Linked DNA regions of Rattus norvegicus: region 1 is linked to region 2. Evidence: chromatin contacts called from public Hi-C data. All regions are on one chromosome and are shown on one strand. Each heading gives the region's core, a stretch centred on a gene start, on an enhancer-like site or on the middle of the called end of the contact. The rest is flanking DNA. Distances are from core to core; before and after follow the strand shown. Region 1 overlaps LOC102552468 (a long non-coding RNA gene). Region 2 holds the start of Prag1 (PEAK1 related kinase activating pseudokinase 1).

Evidence for each region. A called contact is a pair of places that touch in the nucleus more often than the background predicts.
Region 1: a contact with region 2 is called in a Hi-C map of the Rat2 cell line, with 2.2 times the contacts expected there. The contact joins the enhancer-like site here to the promoter of Prag1 in region 2. A contact is called at or near these places in 3 of 12 Hi-C or Micro-C datasets (the Rat2 cell line, mammary epithelial cells and psoas muscle) and 1 of 1 datasets of contacts at active chromatin or transcription factors (oligodendrocytes).

The regions. Positions count from the first base shown.
Region 1 is chr16:63,065,086-63,072,506 of GRCr8, reverse strand. LOC102552468 (a long non-coding RNA gene) reads left to right here. Exons shown (of 4, transcript XR_010058420.1): 2 at 543-668. Among named protein-coding and RNA genes, the nearest start is that of Cldn23, 48 kb to the left of the region's middle. Within about 2 kb of position 4,541, at least 5 of the 93 cell types and tissues checked have an H3K27ac peak or open chromatin away from gene starts, as enhancers often do.
Region 2 is chr16:62,842,870-62,849,866 of GRCr8, reverse strand. Prag1 (PEAK1 related kinase activating pseudokinase 1) reads left to right here and starts at 5,335. Exons shown (of 6, transcript NM_001107315.1): 1 at 5,335-5,465.

The sequences.
Region 1 (7,421 bases), core at 3,292-5,791, 220 kb before region 2:
AAGCTGATCCTCCGAATGGACGCAGAACTAAATGAGGCAGACTCAGATGTTTATGTTATTGTCACCAGTAAAACGAAACGTGAAACACTACTGACTCGTCCCGAGTCCTTATATTTCTCTGACCGCAGTCTCCCTCAATGGGGTGACTCCATTGAAACTCCTTTTACACATGGATCTGACTATATTTTAGAAAGCTTTGTACCGAAGCAGGCTTCCATATGGCCTTTCCAAAGTCTGTCATGTTAGCTATCTCTTCCCATACTCCTCCTCTCCCCTACCTTCCACCCTCTGTACCGTGTAACCCTTCCTGTCCTGTGTTCTATCCTCCTCCTATAACATTCCCCACCACAGTCCCTTACTGCTTTCTACATGTCTATGAGCCGAGAGGTTTGAACACATATCTGAAGAAAAGCTAGCACACACACATAAGGGAGAATTCGTGATTTTTTTTGTCTCCCTGGACCTGGTTTCCTCACTCAGGGGCAACTGATTCCAGGTCCTTTTAGTTACATAAAATTCAAATACTTTTATTTTTTTTCCAGATGAGCAGAAGTCCACTGTGTATCTGCACCGCATTTTCATTACCTGTTCACCGTCGGTAGACATTGGGGCTGTTTTTGTGCTTCCTGGCTGCTAGGAAGAGAGCAGCAATGAGCACAGACGAAAAGGTATTTCTGTGGTAGGGTGTAGAGTTCCTTGGGTGTGTGCGCAGCAGACGGAGAGCTCAATCATAGAGCAGATCTACTTCTAGCCTTTTGAGGACTCTTCCCGCCGATTCTCACAGTGGTACCACCCCAACCAGCAGTGAGTACAGGGTCCTCTTTCCCCACAACTTATTATACTTGATGCTTCGTATATGCACAGTATGTCAAAATAATACAAAATGCACCTAGTAAATGCATACATTTAACGACAAATATGTCTAAAAGTCTCGCGTGCCATACTAGTGGTTTGGTTTTAGAGTCCCATACAAAATGCATGTACAATGGAGTCTAGGAGTGAAACAGGCTGAATTATTATTATTATTATTATTATTATTATTATTATTATTATTATTAATACTTTTCCACTTGTGATCCCCACTTTCATCTGAGAACATTAAGTGTCTAAAGTAGATAAGCAAAACAAGCATTTACTGAGATACTAATTTTTACCACTCATTAGTGAAGAAAACAAAGTTTCAGGCTAATGAGACAGATGCATGTGCCTGTTTTTACACAAAGAATTAAATTTTGGCTGAGTCTTTGATGCTGCAGGGTGCACACCATTTTCGATATTTTTCAGAGTTGACATATTTCAGTTTTACAATCATCCATGCTGGCGACACTGCTCTGCGTAGACACACAGGACAAATGGCAGAAATATATTTATAGCCATTTGAGAAATTGATGGAAATTGTGTCCAAAACTCAAGCCAAGGACTTTTTATGAAGGTCAGGTAAGCCCCTTAAAAAGTAATTTTTAAAGTCAAACATTCTAACGGAATGCAATCCCAAAATGTACTAACGTGATACCCATATACTAAAGAATGACGGTAAGAAAATATTAAATGTCTCCGTTTTCTGTGGTTAAACCGCTGTGTTTCTGTAAAGGCAGAGAGAAACACTAGATAATGCACAGTAAAGACAGTTCCCTCCATCACGTACAGAACCCTAGAATCTGAGCTGCAGGATTCAGGCAGCATTGGTTAACACCGGCTTACATGAGGACATGTCTAACGTAAAGTGAGCGGTCGTGTGTCAGAATACAGGCTGCAGAGAAGCTGTGTGAGGAACTCTGGTGAGCCCGGCCAGAAACACACGAGACTCATTACATGCTTGAGTTCCGGTTTTCAGTTTTCGTGCAGCCGGAAACCTTTTACTGTTGCCGGAACATTCCCGATGCTTAGTCACGTGATTTCACAGGGACTCGTGGCTCACATTTTCAGAAGCTGCGTGGTGTACCGTGCATAAGTTTGCACAACTGTACTCTGATAGTCACATGATAGGACCAGCCGACGTTGTAATTATTAAAGTGTATCCCACTGGTAAATGAGGAGTCTCAAACTCCCACTAGGAGTTTTCAACACCGGAGCCAATCGGGTGATGCCAGCATGGAGACATTGATGATAAGTACCATAAACTAAAGTTTAAGGCTCCAGAGACAATAATTCTCAACAAAAAACAAAAAACAAAAAACAAACAAACAAACAAACAAAAAAAAACAATCAAACCAAGCCAAACAAAACAAAAAAACAGCCTGAGTCCTTACCCCCTCCGCATTACTCTCTTGGGTACCATTTCCAGTAGTGCTGTAAACATCCATACACTCTGGTCTTGAGCTTTCTTCTGTGTCCCCACTTCTGTACTCCATAGTCCTCACATCTCCATAGATTTGCAGTGGCTATGTATATATCTTTACACCATATCACACAGTGGCAATTTTGCAAACCAACACAGATATTTACAAATACTAGGCATTGTTTGAGCTGGCGGTAGAAAGAATATATAGGGCCAGTAATTAATTTTTTATTTCAGTCCGTCTCATTCAAAGGTACAAAATAGTATGACAGTCTCAACAGGGATTCTCTGTGTAGCCCTGGCTGTCCTGGGAGGACACTCACTCTATCAACCAGCCCGGCCTCAAACTCAGGGATCTGCCTGTCTCTGCCTATCAAGCTCTGGGATTAAAGGAGTGTGTCACCACCACCCAGATCAGCATTTACCTTTTTAAAGGAGAGTTTTCCAGTAGTGAGGGGTGCCCTCTTGGCCTGTCTCCCCTCCTTGTTTGACATACTGTCTTTCATTTGTGTTAGCATTTCTTCTAGGCTCCACCCCACAGTTACCTGGCAACGGTCAGGTATGCCTGACTCACTCTATAAGGGGTTGTTTGCCCCCTCCTCACTCTCTTGCTCTCTTCCCCTCTTCCCTGTCTGTCCCTTCTCTCCCCATTCCCCTCCTCCTCTCTCCATGTGCTCATGGCTGGCCTCTACTCCTCTACTCTCTTTCTCTGTCTCTACTACCCCCTCAACTCCCCTCCCCAAACCCTAAATAAACTATTCCATATTATATCCGTCATGTGGCTGGTACCTCAGGGGCAAAGGATGCTTAGCATAGACCCGCAGAGGCACCCCCTTCCCCTGCACCATACCGAGCCTCTACCAAACACATCCCTGACTTTCCTTTTTCTTTTTATAAAACACAACAATTTGTGACTGTAGATTTTTACCTTTACTTCAAATTTTAGTTTGTCCACATCCCCTGGCCCTGAGGTAAGTTTTCTTGGAACAGTAGCTCTTAGAGAAAGCAACTGATCTTCTAAACACAACTCTCAAAGTTGAGATTTGCAAAAAGCTTTAGCTTCCAGTTCTAGAATTGGAGAGAAAGGACCAGCAAGTTGTCATTTATTCCTTCTCCCCACCCCCTTTATAAACTTAGTAGCCAAAACAGGCTACTCCAAAGAACCGCCACAGGGGACACACAAGCAGCCCACATCAGGCTACTCCTCATGGGGACATTCTGAGAAAACTAGGCTGCCATCTGACCACGTATCTTTGGAAACAGACAGTATAGGTCAAGATTCCTACAAAGTGGACAGCCCTGCTGGGGCAGTTGTGGAGGTGTGGAGAACATTGCTCTTCTCTTTAGATCGGCACCTAATTTAGAAGTCAGGATGCTCTGACACCTCTGTAGGTCTGGGAGGCTGTCTTGGCTGAAGATGCTGGAACACTGAACAAGCTTTTGCCTGAGCACACACCGAGGGAACAATTCCTGACATCATGAATGTGACCCTGCTCTCCTTGTACTGGAAAAAAAAAAAAATAAGAAAAGAAAGGGAGAAGACTTGAATCCTGGCCAGTTAATAATGCAGCCCACTGGTTTGTGTCACACTGAATCTAAGGTAGACGTCTGCTCCCAAAAATGATCTATGCCAGCAGGAAGCGCATGCCCTTCTCCCGCCATGCATTTGTCTTTTAAGGCTCAGCTACCTTGAAGTCACCTCTTTAAACCAGTGGCAACAATACCTCAAATTAGTCTCCATTCACAAATTATCTCCCATGGAAGCGGCCTCCCCGGGAAAACATTCAGCCTATTTAACTGGAGAGGAGCCGTTGCCAAGACGTTAGCTTGGAGGAGCACAGTAATTAAATGGTGATAATATTTAGGACCTTGCAGGTATAACAAAGGAACCTTTCTTTGTCTTGGGTGGGGACATCTTGCCTGTGTCTGGGAAAGGAGACAAGTATGGGGCGGGGGGGGGGGGTAGGCGGAAAGGAGCTCTTGTGGGGGTGTGAGAAAGAGGAAGAGAAGACAGGAGGAGGCAATTTCTGGGGGTGAAACTCGAGGCAAGACTGATGCCACCAGGAGGGACAGAGACTTAATGTTGATAGTCATCAGAGATGGCCCTGAGGCGTTTCATCCAGAGACATTAGAATAGGTGAGATGGAACAAAGCCTCCAGTCCTTGTTAAATGGTTCATTGTCTGTGGAGGAATGGGAGGGAGAGGCGGAGGCTTATGGAAAGAAAAGGAATGCAAAGCAGCCACAGGTCACAGAGTATTTGAGCGAGCCTTACACTGTACAGACTGGAGACAATAGGCTGGAAGAACCTTCAGTTGTAGCCCCCTTTCACGGTCTTGTCTTGCTGTGAAGAAAGGCCTGCAAAGATTGAAATCTAAGGCCTATTAACCAGACTTTCCTCCTTCGGGCCACGTGACTCTCTAAACAATCAATCATCCATCTAGAAAAGAAGGCTGTTCCCTTGTCCGCCAGCCTGCCCTCCAGCCTGCATAGCCCCATGTGTACCAAGAAAGAGGTGCCCACCATGTGGGCCTACCGGTGTGTCCAGCAGTCTCGTCTGCCGCTGTGTGCATCGGGCTCAAAAGCTAGGTTGGTACGGAGATCGAAGTTATGCATACATCCTCCAACTCTCATAAATAATGACATCTGGTGCCACTTCCTTCCGCTCAAGCCATTTCAGGTTCGGCCGAACAAGAGGGATAAGCAGAATTGTGCAGCTTCCAGCTCAGAGCCAGGATTCCAAGCATGTGGGAAGAGTCTGCGTGCTTCCGCCATTACTGCCTGAACTGGAAGAATGCCACGGAGGCCCTAGTCCCTCATCAACCTCTCCACACCCTGCTAGAATTGAACTCCGGCTAAGAGAGTTTGAACCTCGGCAGGTCTCTGTGGAGTCAAATCGAGACTCTCCGCGTGGGAGATAGGGGCATACAGAGAGCAAGAGGGAAGCAGCGAGGGAGGAGAGTACAGCATTTTCTCCTACCCAAGAAGAACACATTTGACATGGCTAGCTTGCACATCTAACACTATCTGCTTTTGAAGAGGGGGGAACCCGTGAAGGAAGGGAAGTAGGAGAGAGCCTTCCCAGGGCTCTTGTTTTTTTTTATTTTGTTTTTAATTTTGAAGTCAAGACATATTTCATTATAGAGAACTTAAGAGAGCACACAAGGATCTTACGGAGGAATTTAATCCTAATAACTTAAAATTAAAAGATAAAAAGCATCAGCCTTTTGGAGAATTTTAGCATTTACTTGTAATTAAACATCCCGCTTTCGCCTCTTCGCAGTCCTTTGGAGGGCATTTTCCAAGGGCATTGCAACATCTGCGGAATCATGTCCTTTAAAAAAAAGCGGCTGACTCACACTTTGCAGCAGGGATAATCTGTAAGCTATTTGAACATTTCCTAACCCCAGGAATATGGATTTTTCCCCACCCTATGTACAAGAAAGGCTTCAGTGCTTGCAATGGTTTGCCTATTGTGTGTGTGGGACCGCATGAGATTCTGAAAGGGTAGTCATAGGAGCAGAGCTGCTAAATTCATTCTCATTGTGCTTCTAAAACCCAGCAGGCAGAGTATCACACTGGGCAGGCTAGCACTGTGCAGTGGGTGGGTATCTTAGTGTGTGTTTGCAGTATCACACATCTATAGTTTTGTGGTGTCTCTATGTTTGTCTGTGTAGCGTGTGTGCGTGCATGCGTGTGTGTGTGTGTGTGTGTGTGTGTGTGTGTGTGTGTAGGGTGTCTCTGTGTTTGTGTATAGTATCTATGTATTTATGTTGCCTATGTATGTTTGTAGTGTTTGTGTGTCCCTGTGTAACACCTCTGTGTGTGTTGTCTGTATTTGTGTGTATGGTGTCATATGGAGAAGGCACTAGCTATGAGTCCCTTGCAATTGGATAGTGCCCCAATCAAATATATCTCATAAAAAAAAAACATTGTGTGATTGAGGAAGACATCTGAAGCCAACCTCGACTTACATATTCATGCATATATGTACACATACACATGAATGTGCACATATACATGTACACACAAGAAGAGGCAGCCTTATACACACAGAGAACTCCATATAAAGACAGGTTTCATACTCACTTGAACCAAATGACTTCTGGAGACCTCTGGGTAACAGGCCTGGTTAAGGCCCTTCTATGATGCCTTCAGAGGAAGCAGGACTCTGTCAAGACCTTGACCCCAGACTTTAGGCCTCCAGAATTGTGAGAGAATAAATTTCTGTGGTTTATGAAGTTATGTGAAAGAACAAATAAACATTAACTCTGGAAATAGGTAAATTGCCTATTCACTTTGAAGCTCATAGCCAGAGGTCTGGAAAAACCTTTGGGTTTACCTACAAGGAGCTGCTTAGAGGTGGTTGAATGGTACATGGTGCTGACTTCCACTGTAGTATTGAAATTGCCAAATTTTAAATTTTTATTTAATATTTATTTATTTACATGTCTATCAAAACTCCTTTCCTCACCTCCCAGTCTTTTAATGTCCCTTCCCCCCATACTCGCTCCTCCTCCTCAGAAAAGGGGAGGCCTCCCATGGATGTTGACCCACCTAGGCATGTCAAGTTGCAGTAGGACTAGGCACACCTTCTCCTTTTGAGGATAGACAAGGCAGCCCAGTTAGGGGAAAGGGATATAAAAGCAGTAAACAGAGTCAGAGACAGCCCCTGCTCCTGTTGTTAGGAGTCCCACATGCATGAACGTTACACTTGTGCAGAGGGCTTAGGTCTGTCCCATGCATGCTCTTGGTGGGTGGTTCAGTCTCTGTGGGCTCCATGGGCCCAGGTTAGTTGATTCTGTCAGTTTTCTTTGGTGTCCTTGACCCCTGTGACCCCCTCCATTCTTCCTCCCTCTCTTCCACAGGCCTCCTCAAGTTCCACCTAATGTTTGGCTGTGGGTCTCTGTATCTCTTTCCATTGGCTGCTGGGTAAAGCCTCTTAGATGACAGGTATGCTAGGCTCCTGTCTACAAGTTTAGGAGAGTATCATTAGGGGTGTCATGAGTGGGTGCTCTCTCACGGGAGGGCTCTCAAGCTGGGCCAGTCGTTGGTGACCATTTTCCCAATTTCTGCTTTACCTTTGCCCTTGCATATGTTGTAACCAGGACAAATTGTGAGTAGAAGGTTTTGTGGCTGAGTTG
Region 2 (6,997 bases), core at 4,086-6,585:
TTTTACTTATAAATTGAATTTGGGCTAGGCATGTCTTCAAACCCAGCACCAAGGAGGCAAAGGCCAGTGTATCTCTGAGTTCGAGACCAGCCTGATCTACAGAGTGAGTTTCAGTCCAGCATAGGACTACACAAAGAAACCCTGTTTTGAAAAACCAGAAATTAATTTGTATTCTTTATGTAGGAGTGGGGATAAACTTTATTTTGGGATGGGATTCTAGAGATCAACTCTAGGATCCTGCATGATTAAACAAGCCCTCTACCACTCAGTGCACCCCAGCTCAACCCAGCCATTTAATGTAGTTTAGTTTTGTTTGCTTTGTGGTGAAATGGGTGCTTATTGCATTGCAAAGACTGGCCTCAAAATCCTGGGCTCACATAACTCTCCTGCCCCAGCTTCCTTAACAGCTTTGGGTCAATATATACCCTTGTCCCCACTGAATGAAATTTTTTTAAAAATATTTTTTCTTTTTCTTTTTCTTTTTTCTTTTCTCGACAAGGATATGACAAGGGATGAACCAGTAAGACTTCCTCAGATGAGGAAGAAATAGTTCTGGATTGGTGACTATAGACTCTGGGAGGAAATATGTGGAAGAATCAGGCTATAAATGCTTGCCAGATCACCCTTTCTCTAGTTTGTAAAGAATGTCACTTACAAGGGGGACAGAAAGAACCCAGGGTATTGTTATTGTTGTTGTTGTTGTTGTTGTTGTTATTGTTGTTGTTGTGGTGGTGGTGGTGGTGGTGGTGGTGGTGGTGGTGGTGGTGGTGGTGATGATGATGGTGATGATGATGATGATGATGATGATGATGATGATGATGTGCACGACATATGTGTATGTATGCACAGTGTGTACATAGTGCCATGTGAAGGTCGGAGAACAACTTTGTGGAGGTGGGTCTCTCCTTCCAATTCTCCCTGAGTTCCAGGGGTCAAACTCAGATCACCAGTCTTGTGCAAGTGTCTTACCTGCTATGCAAACTTGGTGCCAGCACTGTCCCCTCCAGGAGAGTTCGCCACAGCAACTTTGAGGAAGACCTTTTTCTTCCCTTCTCCCTTACTCTCAGTCTCTTCTATGGTGATCTCGGGACCCTGAATACCACCAGCTGGGGCCTGACATCAGGACCAGTTCTCAGAGTGTACCTGCTCATAGCTGGCTCTCTTAGTTAAGGTTTTAATGCTGTGAACGGACACCATGCCCAAGCATATTCAAACCACCACACTTGATAGCATTCTCCTGGTGTGCATGAGAGACTCCTTTTCTCCATGTGGATCCCTGTCTAGGCCAAGGTTTATAGCCCTCAAGTCTACTTGGGTTCTTCCTACTGCAATGTCATTTGTAGCTTTCTACTGATATTCATAAAATGACTGAGAGCTGAAGCTTATCCCAAACTATCCCCACCCACAAGTAACCCAGGACAACTCTTCTTCCCTGATTCTCTATTCTTCAAAGAGTTCTATTCAGACAGGACTGTAGTTGGGATTTTCAAAGTTTAGAGGAATAGTGGCTAACATTATTTTTTCATGGTTTCTTCTAGGTAACTGTGTCCCCCAACCCTCCACGTCTCTGTGCTGTTTTTTGTTCCTTATTGATGATATGGTTCCTAGTTCCCCTCTCAGGTCTTCAATGCCATCCTTTCCTCTGCCAGATGGCTACTGGGGATTACATGTGAGCTCTCTGGCTTGCCAGACGAGCTTTCTACCCCTGAGCGATATCCACTGACTTTTTTTTTCTCCCCGGAGCTGGGGACCGAACCCAGGGCCTTGCGCTTGCTAGGCAAGCGCTCTACCACTGAGCTAAATCCCCAACCCCTCCACTGACTTCTTATTGGTACTAAGGATACTACCATCCTGTCCGTACACAGAGATCAGAATTCTGCTGGGAATCTTTAATTCCTTGTCTTCCGCTACACAGTGGTTCTGTGAGGTTTAAATGAGAGACTCCACATACATAACTGTGCACTTTTTGGCTTGACACAGCCAGTGCTTCATTGTGTAAGTTAGTAAATATGGCACTCCATCCATCAATGCTGTAGTCATCTCCAAGTCCGAACCTCTCGAAAGAAGCCATCTTTGCTCTCTTCCTTGCTGTGCCCCTATCCAAGGCCACCGTCTCCCATCTGGACCTGGGGTAGAAACTCTGTCATGCTTCTTGTTTCTAATCTCTTTCCCTGCTTCCTAGTCAGTCTGGAATACAAGATCCAAGGAGTCCTGAAGAGAAAATACCTTAGATGACATCACACTCTGGCTTAGAAATCTCTGTGCTTTCTGATTGACTCACCTGAAAACCAGCTCTTTCCATCCCGTGTCACCTTACAGTTGCACTGTGTCTCCTGTCATCGTGCTCCAGCTGGACTGCCATCGAAGTCTTGGGCCACTCCCATATCCATTCCTTTGTAGATACCATACCTGCAGTCTGGAAAGTCCCCATTGTCCCTTTCTCACTGTGCAAAGGTCCCTTCCTCCATGAAAGGGCTACTGTGTCTCTTTCTCTGCCCCGCCCCAACTCACTCCATTCCCTTCTGAGAGCTTCCACTTGTCTCTTACTGTTTCCCCTATAAAACCCCATCCATAGCTTCCTAGGGAGAAGCAACTTCAATAAATATTCATGGACTGAAATTGAACACCTTTCTGACATTAAGGTGAGAGGCATTTCTGTTTTGGTCAGATGGAAAAAGACCATGAATGAGAATTCTTTAGCCCGGTCTTCATGCTTTCTGAGCCTTCTCAAATATCCCAGCTGGTGTTTTCTTAACATAACTTAATGGCACATACTTCCTGATTCTGCCTCTTGGGATCTTCAGATATAAACTACTTTACCTTACCCCAAAGTACCCCCGTCTCAATCTTGTCTCTCAATCTCCTAAAATTTAACTGCTCTCTTGTACAGAATGGTGCCCAAGCACTAAAACACCCAAGAGAATTGCTCCTATAAAAGGTCCGATCTGTATCTAAGAACTCAGGTCCTGAGTAGAAATCACCATGAAAACCAACCAGTAAGCCGCCAGATGCTGAGCACGCACAAATTGCACTGCATTGCAGGGTGCGGGGTGCAAGTCTGAGCGGAATGGCCACCACACGCGTGAGCTTACCAGGGGACACAACCCACTTCAGAGCTGCAGGAAGAGTGCTGTGCAAGCCGGTGGTACTTCGTGCCTGTCTCAGTCACTTTTGAAGATTTGTTTTTCATTAGGCAGGCTGAAGACTTCTCTGCTACCGGCAGAAAAGAAAAGAGAAGAGAAGAAAAGAGAAGGAAAGAAAAGAAAAGAAGCCACGCTATGGATCAGCAGCGGCAGTATTGTGTATTTATCTCTTATGGGTGCAGCAAACCATTTGGGAACAGTTTATGGAGCAGAAATTCCAAATTAACCCTTCCCTCGCTGTGTCATGATATAGAACCCTGGCGGTCTCGCTGTCCCGCCATGTTTGTTGTAAACTTCGATTCTTTTAATTGGATTCTTTAGGTTGTTTGTGCATTAAGGACGCATTAGGTAAAGGAAGTAAAGAGTTGAAGGTGTCTTTTATGTGCTTGGCATGGCCTTATCGTGGGAAGTGTCTATGCCCCTTGGAGAGGACTTTGCAATGAAAGAAATGGACGATGTGGAGTCGGGCAGCTCTGAATCCTGAGAGCCATGAATGAGTCAAAAACCCATGTGAGAGGGCCCAGTGTTACTGAACTGCAAGCCCCTCTTGGTCTGGACTGTTTGTCCAGTGCAGACCATTTTGTACCTGCCTACTTGTTGGCACCTTCCCCTCTGGTGTCTAAAGTAAGTGGATCCCTCGGGAGAACATAACGCTACTGGCGCCATTCCACCAGAGTTTTCCTACGAATTGGTTGATAGGATTGGTGGGTAGGGCAACATGTCGGACTCTCAGTGGAGTCAGGCAGCTCTTGGTTTCCCATCTCAAAACTACAGCTTTTCACCCGGGGAGCCCTGGCAAAGGATAGGCCCCTTCCGGACCTATTTTATGCTGTGTCGAACGTGCTAACCGCGCCCTGTGACGGTGCCTGGCATGATGTCGGTTCTTTGTAAATGTTCGTATTGCTTCCATCCATCTGCATCTTCTTTTCCTTCTATCCACACTCATATGCGTAATGAGGGGTGATGAGTAAACTCTCCTTGTGGTCTCTTTCCCCTTCTCACATAGAAGCTATCCAAAACATGTCTTCCCCTCTTGCAACTTCTATATAGCCCTGCCAGTGTTAGCACCACATGAAGAAGAGGGCGTGGGGTGGGGTGGGTGGCTGGGATGGTACCTTCCTTCTCGAAGTAGAGTCATCCTGATTAAGGGTGTAACTCCAAGTAGGAGTTACACTGCCCTGTCTCTGTAAAGCAGAGGGAAGCAACCAGACGTGTTGGGGAGGGGGGCGGGGGAGAATTCCATTTTCACTCAGGCTTAGCCCTGAGAGGTAACTTCAATGCCTGGGTTCTCGGGGGAACACCCAGGGCAAGGTGCAAGTCTGTCCTACTCAGGCAGCTGGAGGAAGGGAGGTGACTGGCTGGTTCTCCTGGGAGTTAAAAGATTTCTCGCCCGAGGAACAATATCTCGAACTCCTTGTATCTCAGCCAGTGACTCACGCACTGGAAACGGGTGTAAACACAGGTGGAGGAGCTGGGTGCCCCAGCATGATTGAAGGCCGGTCCTCCAGGCCAACACTTGCATTCCAATGTTTAACACTAAAGTTCAAAGAGATGTGCTGAACCATTTGTCAGAGGCCTGGACATGAGGAGCTGAGCAGGACCTGAAATCTCAGAATTGCCAGCCCAGCTCGTAGGATAACAGTAAGTGGTAGTGACGACGCCCACGCCCCTTTCACAGCCCACCGCCCTTGATCTTATCATTGTACTCCCGACCCCCTCTCTTCCGTGTTTCGTTCTTTTTCTCCCTCCCCACCAGGGTCTCCCAGGGTCGTCCGGGTGGAGGGATGAGAATAAATCTACTCCGGCACACCTATCTGAGCATTGTAGTTAAGGAAAGCTGGGAGCATCAGAGATCTTCCTAGCAGAACTGCACTGAGCAAGGATTGAGCTGGGGACGCTCTTGGGGGCTCAGCTCCAGGTCCAGGGGCGCCAGGGCTCGGACTGGGGGCGGAGCCTCGCGGTGGCGAGCGAGGGGGCGGGGCGCAGTGCGGAGTTCCTAGGGACCTGGGTAGGGGCGATCTCCCGCCCTCCAGGGCTGGGGACCGGCAGAGTGGCGGGACGCGCAGGCCCGGTGGAAACGCGGGGCAGCGGCGAGGACTGCGGGGGTGCGGCGGGAGTCGGGCGGGCGGCGTCACCCGAGGCGGAGGGGGCGGAGCCGCGATCGCAGCTGCCACCCGGCCGCCGGGCCCAGGCAGAAGTCAGCCGCCCGCGGCTGGGCAAGCACTGCGCGCAGACACGCTACAGACAATGCTCCGGGACGCCCGGCGGGGCAGCGGACCGCTGGGCCACCGACGGCGAAGCTGCGGAACCGCAGCTCCCCAGGTGAGCCCACCACTCTCTCTCCAGATCCCGCCGCTTTTTGTCTGGCGAACGTGGCGGCCCAGGGGCTTTCGCAGAGTCTCTGTGGTGGCGGGGCGAACCAGCCCCTACTGGCGTCCCCCGGGGTGACAGGCGACCGATCGGAGCGCGTGGAGAGTCCGGACCTCGTGCTCCGGGTTGTGCCCTCGGTGCAGGCGCCGAAACGGGAAAGCTAGGGAGCCGGAGGGGGTATTTTCAATTCATTCGAGAAATGCCCGCTTTGAAATCGGGAAACTTTTCCTTGGAGTTCCGGGAAGGGTGATAGACTGCTGTAATGGTTTTACTGGTCTTGCTGGTCTGGCTGCTCTGTTTTGTGTGTTGGGAACTGCTTTCTGCCATGAGTATTGTCAAAGGAGCAGAGGGGCAGAGGCCGTTCGGGCTGCTCCGGCCAGACTAATTGGGGGGTCCAAGGAAGCCACCTTCAGGCTGCAGCTGATCTCCAAAGGAAGGTGATATCCGTTTGATGAACCTGGTGATCATTCCATACCTGGAGCTAGTTTTCAACCTTTGCTTGTGAACCCTCTCTGCAGCCGGGCGCACACACCCACATCCACCCACAAGCACACGCGAGCACGCTTGCACTTGGAAAATAGAATCTCCACTTGTGAGTCCTGGGAATGGGACTGGAGGCGGCTGAGCTTTCTCAGTCCACAGCGCTCGCTCACTGTTTCTGTCCTCCCAGGTAAAGCTCAACCGTGGTTTTGCACAGCCGGTGTGAGGAGTTTTGCAGGGCACTTAGGCCAGACTCGGGTTGTGAAGGTTTGACTGATCACTGTTCTCGTCTCTCCTTTACAGCCCCTTCTGAGGAGATTTGACAGGAAGCCCTGGGGAAAGCAAGTTGGCTTTCCTAGGGTCCCTCAGAACTTTACTCCCCTTATTGGTTCAGACTGTGCAGGCTTCACGTCCACACTCCTCCTGCTGAGTTAGGATTGCTCAGAAAGAAGGAAATAAAAAGATACGTAAATATCCTCAGTGCCGGGGCTGGGGTGGTGTGGGGGCGTTAGGGTAGTCACTTCCTGCTTTTTGCCTGGACCACTCTGGTCAGTGGAATATAATGCATTAATCTATATGCTGTTCTTCCATCCATCCATCCATCCATTCATACTTACATACATACATACATATATACATACATACATACTATACCTTTTTGGGTTTTGCATCATGTTTTTGTAAAATATAAGAAACAATATTATTTAGATGGAAAATTTTTGGAATTCTATTGAGTAAAGCATGAGCAAATTTGGGTGCAAATATGAGGGGTATTTAGAGCCCAAATACTTAGGATCTGGCCAGTCTGATCCTTCAGATTCTTCTTGAGATGGGGTGGGAGTGTATCTGACAGCTCAGCTTTGTAAATCCTGGTGCAGAAGTTTGCAGAAGCAATGCTATTTTATCGTGACTAGGATCACAAAGAATGCTGAGCTCTTTTCCTGATCTTACACTGCAACCTCCCACTGAGAAACCGGAGAATCTGCATAATCCTGAGGGCCCAC